2 separate regions of the Mus musculus genome follow, and region 2 is linked to region 1. A link is a contact called in public Hi-C data. All regions are on one chromosome and are shown on one strand. Each heading gives the region's core, a stretch centred on a gene start, on an enhancer-like site or on the middle of the called end of the contact. The rest is flanking DNA. Distances are from core to core; before and after follow the strand shown.

Region 1 (6,326 bases), core at 2,499-4,998:
ATTTGTATACTTATCTTTCTTTATCTATATCTGTCTACATATGTATATCCCTCTCTATATACATATATAAATAAATAGAAATAAACTTGTATTATTCAACATGAACCTAAGTTTCTGACCAGTCATGTTCTGAAACGAATTAAGTACCAACAAACATCTGATGGTTGTGGTAAACAAGACAACCTAGCTAGGGCATGATAATTTCCCATTTGTAGACTCTTAGGCAGGATCCAGAGTAATATCCATTGCAGTGCAGACAGAATTCTTGTTCAACACACATTCCATTAAAAGATATAATAGCTTCATTGCTGAAGGGATAAAAAGGAGGAGGGAACGGAGGGGGATGAAGAAAGGAAGAGGAGGAGGAGGAGGAGGAGGAGGAGGAGGAGGAGAGAGGGAGAGGGAGAGGGAGAGATGGTGGATTGCAGGCTAGGACTTTGAGTGACACTAAGAATTAAGAGGCCAGCATAATTCAGATCCAGCAGATACACTATTAATCTAGAGTTATTTTTTATGTTTGGTTAACTAGACAAGGCAACCAACAGGCATTTGGGACTGTGCATTTTCATCCAGTGGATTTCTACGGCACTTGCCCAAGATCCACAATCCTTAGCATAGTATCTATCTTTCCATTCTACTTCTTAAAACTTCCCTCTCATTTCACCACACCCCAACTGCTCCATCTTTCAGCTTTGAATTTCATATTGACCACCCTTCTAACTACATACTCAATGTCTGTTGTTCTTCGATTAAAAATCAGGATCTTTTGGAAACACTATATCCCCTGGTCCTCCTAGGCTCTGTTGCAGAATTTACACCCCATTCTCTGAGTTAATTTTCTCCTAAACATTGTCATCATTTGTTAACGTCTGCCTGCTGGCACACACGTTCTGTGGAAGGGGGAAAAATGTCTATCTTGTAGACCACTGAGGATTGGTCTTGACAAATGTGTTCTTGAGCCTTAAAAGAAATCAGAAAGTATAATTGACTGGTGTAGGGTAAAATAAATACAGCTTCTCTCTGAACTCTCTCCAGTAAATCATTACCTGGAATAATACAGACAACAGTGTGTGAGCAGGAAATGATTCTGGGTCAGTGCTGCTCCTGACATGGAAGGGGCACTGCTCCAAGGTTTTAGATTATTTTAGAGTCTTCTATCAAGTGAGTGTCCCCAAGACAACAGGCACAGCATTCAGGGTTTTGATAAAATGTTTTCCATACTTCTGTTATTAAGAGAATTTGCATAGCATATAAGAGTTCTCTCCTCTTATCCTTAGCCTTTGGAACCTATAATTTATAGAGTAGTGTTTTTAGAACATTAATCACAAAAGGCACTGAGGTACATCTGCCCCAAGGAAGCTGACCCACATAAGAGATGAAAGCTAATGATGTAGTTGCAGTAGAATAAGAAGACTTGAAATTATTAAGAAGGTAGACCCAGAGACATTCAATTTTGTAAAATCACTATGCTCTGTTGGGAAAATTTCAGAAGGGCTGCTCACAAGAAAATGGGCCCAGAAACAAAACATCCAGGTGGGCTTCAAAACAGGAAGAGAAAAAAAAGAGAGAGAAACGAAAGGAAAGAAAGAAAAGCCCAGAGTGAAGTTTGTTGCAAATGCAGGCAGATAGCTGAGGAATTAGAAGGCCAGGTTGGCTTGGGCAAGCAAACCACAACAATGGTCAGACTGATAAAGCCCCTGAGAAAACCTTTCCACTTCAAACCCTGTGCTCTGAAATCGTGCCCATTGCCTCTGCTGAGACAATCATATCTTCCAAGGAGAAGGATTCCAGGAGCTGTGGGAGAGTCGCAGAGGGGAAGAGTATCAGAATGTCCGCAGAGAATTGGAAGCCATGAGGGCAGGTGTAGAGTCCACTTCTAAACAAACAGCTGAGGGGAGTTTAAGGTAGCCTGAGAAGCCCCAGTGTGTTCTAATCAGCCAGAGGAAGGAGGGAGGCTGGAAAGCTGTCCTTTCTTTGTGAATGAATGCTTTGGTTTCATAAGTGGGTCCTTCAGGAATGGCTTTCTGCAAAGAATGAGGGAAACTATTCAAATCATCTGAAGATTGCATGTGGCTGTCTGAGCTGAGTGATATGTTTCTCACGGATATTTCATCTTTATGTTTCAAGATTTGGCTTAGCTTTATTCTAGCAATTTTTTCTTTTGTCTCTAGAATGTATGTATCTAACATAACAAAATAACAAACATTTACTGATTGGCCTTTGCCTCCAAACTGTCAGCTATCTGAAGTCATTTCTTGTTCAGTTGACTAATAAATTCTCTCTTTCATATGTGTGTGTATGTGTTTGTGTATACATATATGTATACACACAGATATACGATAAAGTGTAGATGTGTGTACGTATAGCTGTTGATTGAATATTAATTTACTTATGAGCTTATTGATTATCAATGCCAATTCATGTATCATCCGGCGTCACATTACCTGCACGTAGATGCATTTCCCTCTGTGGCTCCAGGATCATGATCACACACACACACACACACACACACACACACACACACACACACACTGGAGTAAGGCCCATTGGACAATTTCCCACTCCTTTTTAGGGTCATGTTTCTGGCTTTCTTTTTAAAGGTAGAGGGACTAAAGGCATCTATCCAGATAAGAGAAATTGATAGAACACGTATTTATTTGTTTATTCATTTATTCTTGTGTATGTGTGATATGTGTGTACACGTGCTTAAGTGTGTATATGTGTTGTACATGTATGTGATGTATTTATATGTATGTGTTGGTGCACATGCACATGTGTGTATGTGTACACGTAGGCCAAAGTTTGACATAGAATTGCTTTCTCAGGCCCTCTTCAGCTTAGTTTTTGAGACAGCACATCTCACTGAACTTCTAGTTATTTTTTTTTTATCTAAAGCAGGTCTCTGTTGAACTCTAGGGTGTCTCCTGTGTCTGCCCCTCCTCCTCAAAGTCTCAAGGCTATCTAGATGGGTATCATGCTGCCCAGATTTTGTGAGGTTGATGGGAATTTGAACTCAGATATCCATGCTTACACCATAAACATATAATTAACTGAGCTCTCTTCCCAACACTTGTTAGATCATTTGAATGCAACAGTAAATAATAATGTTCTTGCAAGGGAGGTCTGGCCTGAAAAAAAAATGGATGGACTCCCTGGCCTGCCAATCTATTAATGAGAGGAGCTGATCACATCTGTACACAAGTGAATTTTCAGGGGAAGCTATAATCACTCGTTTCATTAACTACTCAATTAATTTCAAGCCTAGAACTTTCAGTGGGATTCTCCTTAAACATGAAGAACTTTGTTATTGTATTTTGAAAATGAAACTGGCCTTCAGCATGTGGTTAGTCATGAAGAAAGGAACATTTTCAGGATAGCCATGGGTATTTTTAAAAATAGTGCCCACAAAAGGTCATGATATTGACGCAATTTTCCAAGGACTGGTTTCATTTTTTCCCTGCGAGTTGGTAATTAGGTCATTGGGCCACTTGTCCTCTGGACTGACCAGTGTCCTCTTAACAGGTTTGCTTCCAAAATTAGTCTTCTCCAGGGATTGTTAGTCTCTCTCGGCTTTTTAAAAGTTAATTTGGCTCTCCTCTAAGGTGCCAATTACACCTCCCTGGAAACTTCAATTTTCCATGTATTCATAGAGTCAGGATTCACCAATCGGCCCTACCACAGTCTGACTTTTCCACCATCCTGATTTGGCTGAACTAACTGGGAAAGACAGTTTATACTGTAGACTTTGGACATCTCACCCTGGAATCAGCCAAAGCTTTGGCAAGCATCATTTAGTTTTCATATGAGCAATCTCCCTGGAAATCAGGAAAACATTTCTGAGACATTGCCAGTATCTGCCCCAAGCTCATTTGATCCATGTCTATTGGTAGCTTGGCTGTTGCTCTTTCTAAGATGTATGTATGTACGTATGTATCTATGTATCTTTGCTTCAAGGGTAATGAACTACTTTCCCAGAGAAGGTGACTGAATTTAACCAGAAATACCAGTAGGCAGGCAGAAGAGAATAAAGTAAGAGGTTTCCCTAAAAGCTGAGGCCTGAGAGATGAATACTATTTAGAGTCAAATCACCCCCACAAAGTATACTGGTGTTATCAAGTCACGGGAACTGTTATCATCCACTGACACATAGACACAGTACGAAGAGCGGACCAGCTGTCCTCCTTCCCCATAGCTACCTGTTTGCTGTGCCCCTCCCTCCAAATCCAGAGAGTGATAAATTATCAGAGAAATTTAGTAGAAGGGACCCTGGACTAGGTCACCTGGGATACAGATGTAAGAAATATCTACTTCAGCAAAACACAAAATCGTTCAGTCCCCAACTTACAGTAAGTGCTGGTATAGTGTTTATGATAGTGTGTTGCCTTCCTCAACTGTCAGAGATCATCCTGCTTTTACTTAAGAAGAATGAGAGAGAGGAGAGAGAGAGAGAGAAAAGAAGAAGGAGGAGGAGGAGGAAGAGGAGGAGAACGAGGAGGAGGAAGGGAGGGAGGGAGAAAGAAAAAAAGAAAGAGAGAGAGAGGGAGGGAGAGAGAAATAACGAAAGAAAGAAAGAAAGAAAGAAAGAAAGAAAGAAAGAAAGAAAGAGAGAGAGAAAGGGAAAGAAAGAAAGAAAAGGAAAGTAAGAAAGAGAAGGAAAGAAAGAAAACAAGAAAGAAAGAAAGAAAGAAAGAAAGAAAGAAAGAAAGAAAGAAAGAAAGAAAGAAAGGAAGGAAGGAAGAAAGAAAGAAAGAAAGATAAGGAAAGAAAGAAAGAATGAAAGAGAGAGAGAAAGAAAGAAAGAGAGGGAGAGAGAAAGAAAGAAAGAAAGAAAGAAAGAAAGAAAGAAAGGATGAAAGAAAGAAAGAAAGAATATTTTCACAAAACAAATTGCTACCTCAAATTATAGTCCAGAGTTTTCCAGGAGAAACGATTTTACATTTTTCCAAGAAGTTAAGTTCTGAGCCTTGTGTGATGGCTCACTTGGTGAAGGAGCTTGCAGTCATGCCTGAGGAACTGAATTTCCCCCTAGAAACCACTTGGTAGAAATAAAAAATTGACTCATGTAAGTTGTTTCTTGGCCTCCACATAAGTAACAGGACACAGAGTACACACACACTCACACAGAGCAAGCTAGCCTTGAACTCATTATATAGACCAGGACATACACGGGGGGGGGGGGGAGAAAGAGAGAGAATGTAATTAAAATTACTTAAAAATTACTTTTTATGATAATGCAGACATATGGTTGAACATGTTCCCTGTGTTTCTCATGTGCACAGAATTCCCACACTTAAGTCCTTTGCTATTAATCAAGACAATTTCATTCTTTTAAAAAAAGGCAATTTTAGGCCGGGCGTGGTGGCACATGCCTTTAATCCCAGCACTAGGGAGGCAGGGGCAGGTGGATTTCTGAATTCGAGGCCAGCCTGGTCTACAAAGTGAGTTCCAGGACAGCCAGAGCTATACAGAGAAACCCTGTCTCAAACCACCCCCCCCAAAAAAGGCAATTTCATGCAAATTTTGATAAAGTAATAGAAATCATTGATTGTTGCTATATCTAGAATTTTCATAATGCCTCTTTCCAACTGCATGTAATCAGTTCAGACAAGTATAACTTTTTCTTACTTTCTGCATTGAAAACTAAGGGGAATTAAAATAAACTATAGACCAGAGTTTCAAAAAAAATGACACTTTTATTTGGAAAAAAAGAGCTTAATTATGATCACTCAGATGTGGATATTTAGCAGACAGTTTTTCAAAATGAGTGCAACAAATCTGTCACTCCCAGGAAAACAAGAGGCAGCGTTTGTTTGCAATGTTAAACTATAGATGTTGCATGCTAAGCAATGGTACCAGTAGAGCAGGCTTTATTCTAACCATAAAATATAAGCTTTCCAGTGAAAAATGAAGACGTGGGGAGGAAACATCACTATCGCACACACTTGACAGCATGTCATTAGTGCAGACCCTTTGCCATGACTGCTGATGGCAAAACAGTGTGACTGTCTCATACAATGAGGTTTGTCAATATTTAATAGATCTAAGTAACTTAATGAACTAATATTCTTCCCATGACCATGTACACTATGGAACAACATGATAGGGGCTGGAAGACCCATTCAGGAGGGTTAAGATGATATCTCTCTCTCTCTCTCTCTCTCTCTCTCTGTGTGTGTGTGTGTGTGTGTGTGTGTGTGTTTGAATTATGTGTGAGCATGGGTGTATTTTTGCTTCTATGCATGAGTGCCTTTGGAGTCTAGAAGGGGACATCGAATCCCCTGGAGCTGAAGTTATAGCAATTGTGAACACTGAAAAGGTATGTGGAT
Region 2 (6,326 bases), core at 2,023-4,522, 500 kb after region 1:
GGGATGTTAGTTACCATTCCACCACCCAGCCAGTCCCGACAGATAAAATATGATGGCGCCTGTTAGGAAGCTCTGTCCTAGGTCTCCTCTATCACCCTCTGCTCAATCACTGTCACAAGTTTATCTTAATGTTTGCCATAGATGGTCAGTCTAAGTCTCTGCCTAGAAAGGACATAGTAGAAGCATGAAATGAAACTCGCACTCGCGTGCGCGCACACGCACAGCCATGGAAAATTCTTCTTAGACTCAACTTGAGTGTCCTGAGGGATCATGGCTGCATCGACAAAGGCAAGACACAGCTGACACAGAGAAAACTTAAATATCAGGCCGCCCTATACTTCTCTGATTCTTTCCACTTTCTCTGATAGCTCCCCTAACAAAGCACGACCTATATGATCACTTGAACTGCTGCTGGTGTGTGACGCTCTCACAGACAGTCCATTCCAGAGAAAGGCCGATGGGATAGCTCCACGGGACGTGTAGTTGGGGGTGTGCACTCAGGTGGGACGTTCCTGGGGACCTTTAATCTTTTCTCACAAGCAAATGTCTGAGGGAGATCAGAGGCGGTTCCTAACTCATCTAGAGAAAGCACAGGGTACAGAGGGCACAGGCAAATGGAATGTCTTCCTTCCCTATGACCCTGGCTGAAGGAAGGTTCTAGCAATGCCAAGGAAGTAGAAAGATTAGGACGTCACTGAAGAGCGCCCTCAAAACAAGTAACTGCGCCTCAGGTGGCGGAGGCGGGGGGGGGGGGGGGGGGCATCTGCCATTGTGATATTCCAAGAGCTGGCTCTTCCAAACACAACCGCCATTCCTCAGGGGACTGACAAGGGTTGCCAGCTTCTGAACGTGTTGTTTTTCGTTTGGTTCTTATTGATTTCATTGATTTAACCCCTCACCTATTAACCTCCAAAGGCTCTCTGCAGCTTCGTCTCTGTGCTAGGACTCTTGACTTCTTGAGTGGTAATTCCTAAAGCAGAGCCTAGACCTTTGCCACCCACCCACAGGCAATCTGCAAGGGACTCACTCCAACCAATCCCAGCCCTGCAAGGGTCCTGTGTCAGCACTTGGAGGCTGTTGACCAACAACATTTTCCCAAGCTCTGTGCTTGCTGACCTAACCTCATTAAGCCAACACAAAAAACCTGTGTGATTGATTTATCCTGCATCATAAAACCAGGCTATTACTCATGGGGCAATCTGACACATTATCTGTGCTTTCTGTAAGAGTTAACAAACCGGCAACATCGTAAACCACCCTGCCATTTGGCGAGAGATAAATTACTAATCTGCGGTTGTCATAACATACATGGATTCTCATTATACTCAGGTGTAACATGAAATTTCAGGGTTCTGTAATTATAATCCATTGATTTTGTTCTTTTCTTTCACTGTCACCTGCTAAAAGCAAATGTGTACAAGACTGCCATTTTAACGTCAAGGTCCAGTTGACTATGAACTCTCCGCCTGTAACTTGCCGGCGGCCACCAATAGATCACAATGGTTGTTCCCTCCTCCCTGGTACCTGGAAGCACACTCAGGAAAGCCCACACTGGAGATGAGTGATGAGTCACTTACATGGAAGTCCAGACTTTCTCGTGTGTCATTTCTCTCTTCTGAACTTACATCTATCTAGTTCCTCAAAAAAAAAAAAGCTGCAAACTTGAAAGACAACCAATTTGAGCACAAATCCTGGTTCTCCTCATTCTTAGCTGTGTGAACTTGAGCAATGGCTTCTCTGTTTCTCTATGACTCAGTGGCTAAGAGCCATGCTGCTCTTGCAGAGGACCTGAGTTTGGTTCCCAACACCAGGAATCAGGTGACTCACAACCACCTGTAACTTCAGCTCCAGGGGATCTAATGTCTCTTGCCTCTCATGTGCACGCCTAGACAAACACATACACATAATTACAAATAAAAAAAATAATAAGGAAGTATTCAAAGGAAGGTATTAATATGAGTGGAGTATCCACAAACCTCAGTGTGCCCTGGATGAGATCTGAGCTAGCTCAAGTCAGTCACTGCCAGGATGGATTCAAGACACAGCATCATCGTCGTCATCATCATCACCACCATCACCGTCATCATCATCATTACAGTGTTTGGGTGACCATTACTCCTCACCTTCTAGGTTACAAATCACTGTTAGTAGGAAACCTGCTTTGAATATCTTTTTTTATACACTTAGATATAGAGACTGGATTCCTGAAGGAAAATCCTGGGCTTTATCGAGTCTCCTATCCCACAGTCCAGTCACATCCATGCTGAGGAATAACTCACATAAACTTCAGTGTGAACACAACAATGTTTTCTACTTTTACTCTTAGTGGTCTGTAATTGGTAGTGTGGCGGTACTTGAGGAGAAGATGTTCGCGGTGAGACTGAACCCAGAGTGGATTATTCTATCCATGTACACAGACCAATGGTTGGTGTTGTGAGGTGCTACAGACTAAAAGTCTAGCCTGGGGAGATGGGTCAAGTGGGAATGATTGATGCACAAGCATGAATATCTGAGTTCAACCCCAAGAACATACCTGGGAGATTAAAACAGGTAGGGTGCACGTCTTTTTAATCCCAGAGCCGGGGAGGCAGTGATGAGAAGATGTCCGTTCTCAGCAACACCTTCCAGGTCAGTGAGCAATCCTGTCTCAAAAGAACAAGGTAGCTGGCATCCTACGTACCACATGACACCCAAGGCTGTCCTCTGCCTTTACAGGTATTGGTTGCATATGAACACATGCACGTGCATGTGCAAGCACACAAGTGCACACACACACACACACACACACACACACACACACGTGTGTGTGTGTGTGTGTACTCAGGGAGAAAGAGAGAGGTGGGGAGAATTTCTGCTCTGTGTAAGGAGTTGGACCAGAGAAGAGACCTTTAAGAGCTTTCATCTGTCTAGTCTGAGATTGGACAGCCCTGTCCCATCGGCATAGTCATCTTAAAGCCTGAGGCACCTCACAAAGACACAGACTCAGGCCCTAAGGTTTAGAACCACATGGTGGCATCTCCCTGAGGAATACCTATCCTATGGGAGGTAAAAATAATTATGAAGATGGAGATAAAAGTGAGGATCAATTCGTAGTGATCATAACTTAAAGCTGCCCAGACTACATCACCAGAAATCACCTCCCCAACAACTTTCTTCCCGTGCACAAAACGCCAAAGCCTTTAGACCTTTTTTTTTTCCTCATAAAGGGAAGAGGTAGGAAGCAGGAGGGATAAATGTGGCCTTTCTGATGTGTCAGGGTTGTGATAAGCCATGTTTAAAGTTTACCCAAAGTGAAGGAAAGTGTCAACAGAAACTCCTGCCCAAACTCTCTGATCAGGTCAGGCAAACACACAATCAAAGAAAACTCAATCAGGTTCACTTGTGAACGGTGGCCCTGGAGGGTGGGAATGCTTAACGCTGTGATTCCCATAGGAGCCAGGTGTATTTAACATACTTCCTGCCAGCTGCTTCTCTTCATGACTGTGACATAGTCAGAGCACTCCACAGGGTGTTGTTTTATGAGCAGGCTGAGAACCTGGGAGCGCTGACCAGGGTCGGGAGGAGCAGAGGGGATTCTGGGAAAGATGGGCTCTAACCAGAAGATTAGTTGACTTAGCCCCCTGACTGATGCTGTAAGAAGAGACATAGATAAGACCTCAGAAAGAAATGGAAAATGCACCTATAATATGACGTACCATATACATTTGAGGGAGTTAGCTCATATAGGTGGGAGGGCAAGCAAAAGTCTCAGTGGACAGGACAGATGAACAAAAGTGTGTCTCTCCGTAGGCCATGTGGCTAAGAGTAGACTCTATCTCCCCCAGGGATAAGGATCGAGAAGAGCAAGAGTAAGATGTAAGACTTTAGCCAAGCCATTTAGGGTTCAGAGCAGGATTTCAGTTGCAAGGAAGAGGTAAACTTTAAGTCATAAACTGGGAGCAGGTTAGAGAAGGATAGCTCACTGGTAGCGCACTTGCCTAGCATGCCTGAGGCCCTGGGTTCCATCTTAGCCTGGAAAGGAAAGGAAGGAAGGGGGAGGGGAGGAAGGGACGCACAGATCCAGTTCTCTAAACGTAATGAATATAACAAAATCAGATGGACATCATGACTAGATAGGAGTTTGGATTTCATCTTTCACAACACACATAATTCTAGACCCCTAGAACAAATGCAGCAGGTAATGTACCCTGCTTGGATTCACTCAGGAACCAAGTGGATCCCTGGAGGGATTAAGCTGTGTGACCCCAGCCAGCAAGGACTTACCATGGTAACCTGTTCAACCTGTTCTCTCTCTCTCTCTCTCTCTCTCTCTCTCTCTCTCTCTCTCTCTCTCTCTCTCTCTCCCTGCTTCCTTACCCATAGATAGCTGGCTGGGGGGGTATACCTTCATTCCTCCCCTCTCAGACTTGAACCTGAGCTAAGATTAAGGCAGAGGCTGATGGGACATCACCCCTGAATCAGCAGGCAGGGTCACATCACATTACTGGACATGGAAATAAACATTGCCTTGAATTCTGGGGGAAAACAAAATTGTCCAGCCACTATGGAAATCAGTATGAAAGCACATCAGGAAAAAAAAAAAAACACAAATAGACCGACTATATGACCCAGCTACATCATTCCTGGGAATTTACCCATAGGATGCAAAGTCTGTACATGCAAAGTGGGGGTGGGTGCCAGTAAGATGGTAATGGGTAAGGAAACAGTGGTATACACACAGTGGGACTGCTTTTGTCTTTTTTCATTTAAACATGGAAACGAAGTTATGTTTGCAGGGAAATGTCCATAACCGGAGATAGTCATGAAGTGAATTAAGCCATTCCTGGTCTCATTTGTAGGTCCTAGAGTTTGTGTAGTTTCATATCTACATGACGTATACCGATGTGGCCCAGAAGTAGAAGAAAATTGTGTAAGGTAAAAAAGACAACTGCGGACAACAGCATGGAGAAAACAAAGGAACAGCAAATGGTATTCGGGCAGGAGATGTTCTGCACACACGCTGGACTTGCATGAGTGTGTCCTCGTTGTGGCACAGCACCAACTTCAGTGACAAGGAAGTTCTAACAAAGGGAAGTAAGGGGTAGAAAGCTGGTTGGTGGCCCTATAGCACACTCTTAGAAATTGTGCCTATCAGGAGTCACCCTTCCAGTGCTTTATCATCAAAATAGGAAAAACAAAAACAGACTGACCTAATTGGGACATAAACCTGTTCACCAGCATTCCATGGTTGGATCGCACACTGGAAGGAGAGAACTGATTTCAGAAAGTTAACCTTTGAACTCCAAAGGCATGCCCCGGTACAGGTACCAACACTAACACAGACACACACACACACACACACACACACACCCCTAATACTAATAAATGAAATGATGTTTTTTTTAATTTTAAAGGAAAAGAAAAATTTGTTGAAGATAGGGAAAAGAAGGTGGAGGGAGAGAACATTGAGAGAGGAGACATGTTGGACGTCTTTAAGCATGCAGCAAAGAGCCTCACGTGGGTCATCTCATTCCATCTAACAAAATCTGCAAGGTCGGGCAGCAAAGCTCAGAAGAGCATTGTTTATAATAGTAAAAACCTGAAAGCAGCTGGGAGTGACTAAGTCGTATGCAGGACCCTTAGAAAGCTCTATCTCCAGACCCTCAAAGCCATGCAAAAAAAAGTCACAGGTTGAAATGAGGCAGTGTTCAAAGCACATTGTGAACAGACATATGCAACTTATATACATAATGGAATTGCCTGATATGTATACCTGTGGCTTACCTCTGTGTGTGTGTGTGTGTGTGTGTGTGTGTGTGTGTGTGTAAAGCAGCATCTATTAGTGTACCCCATTATGCTGTTGTACATGGGTAGAAGGGGCCATAAATATTTTTTTCTTTTCTGAGTTTTTCAATTCTCTTACAGTGAGCATCATTTTTATAATCAGATGGTCCAATCACTTTTGTCCAGAATATCATAGTACACTTACATTAAACTAGTGTCATAAAAGGGCTCACCAAGACCAGAGGTCATAGGTATTAAACAGGGAAGTTGCAATTACATTTAAACCATATGTTCTGGTGCTATGAATAGTGAAGCGTTCTTCAGACATTCATAAAGATAGATAGATAGATAGATAGATAGATAGATAGATAGATAGATAGATAATACATAAATACAGGAATGCAGTCCAGCAGCTATCTACAAATACATTTATTTCAACTCTGAAAGCAATTAAACATGGTAACATAATTTTATTGTTGTTCAGAGTATTTGTGGACTATCTTTGGAAAGGATATAAATCACACATGTGTTACTCATATATATATACAATATATATGTATATA

Evidence for each region. Hi-C and Micro-C count contacts between places; a contact is called where the count stands out from the background.
Region 2: a contact with region 1 is called in a Hi-C map of liver, with 5 times the contacts expected there. The contact joins two enhancer-like sites. A contact is called at or near these places in 3 of 484 Hi-C or Micro-C datasets (all in liver) and 2 of 115 datasets of contacts at active chromatin or transcription factors (embryonic limb bud and liver).

The regions. Positions count from the first base shown.
Region 1 is chr11:112,215,758-112,222,083 of GRCm38.p6, forward strand. No RefSeq gene overlaps it. Among named protein-coding and RNA genes, the nearest start is that of Gm39461, 62 kb to the left of the region's middle. Within about 2 kb of position 3,749, at least 2 of the 459 cell types and tissues checked have an H3K27ac peak or open chromatin away from gene starts, as enhancers often do. A contact at or near this core is called in liver, where this site is marked.
Region 2 is chr11:112,719,764-112,726,089 of GRCm38.p6, forward strand. No RefSeq gene overlaps it. Among named protein-coding and RNA genes, the nearest start is that of BC006965, 12 kb to the left of the region's middle. Within about 2 kb of position 3,273, at least 5 of the 459 cell types and tissues checked have an H3K27ac peak or open chromatin away from gene starts, as enhancers often do. A contact at or near this core is called in liver, where this site is marked.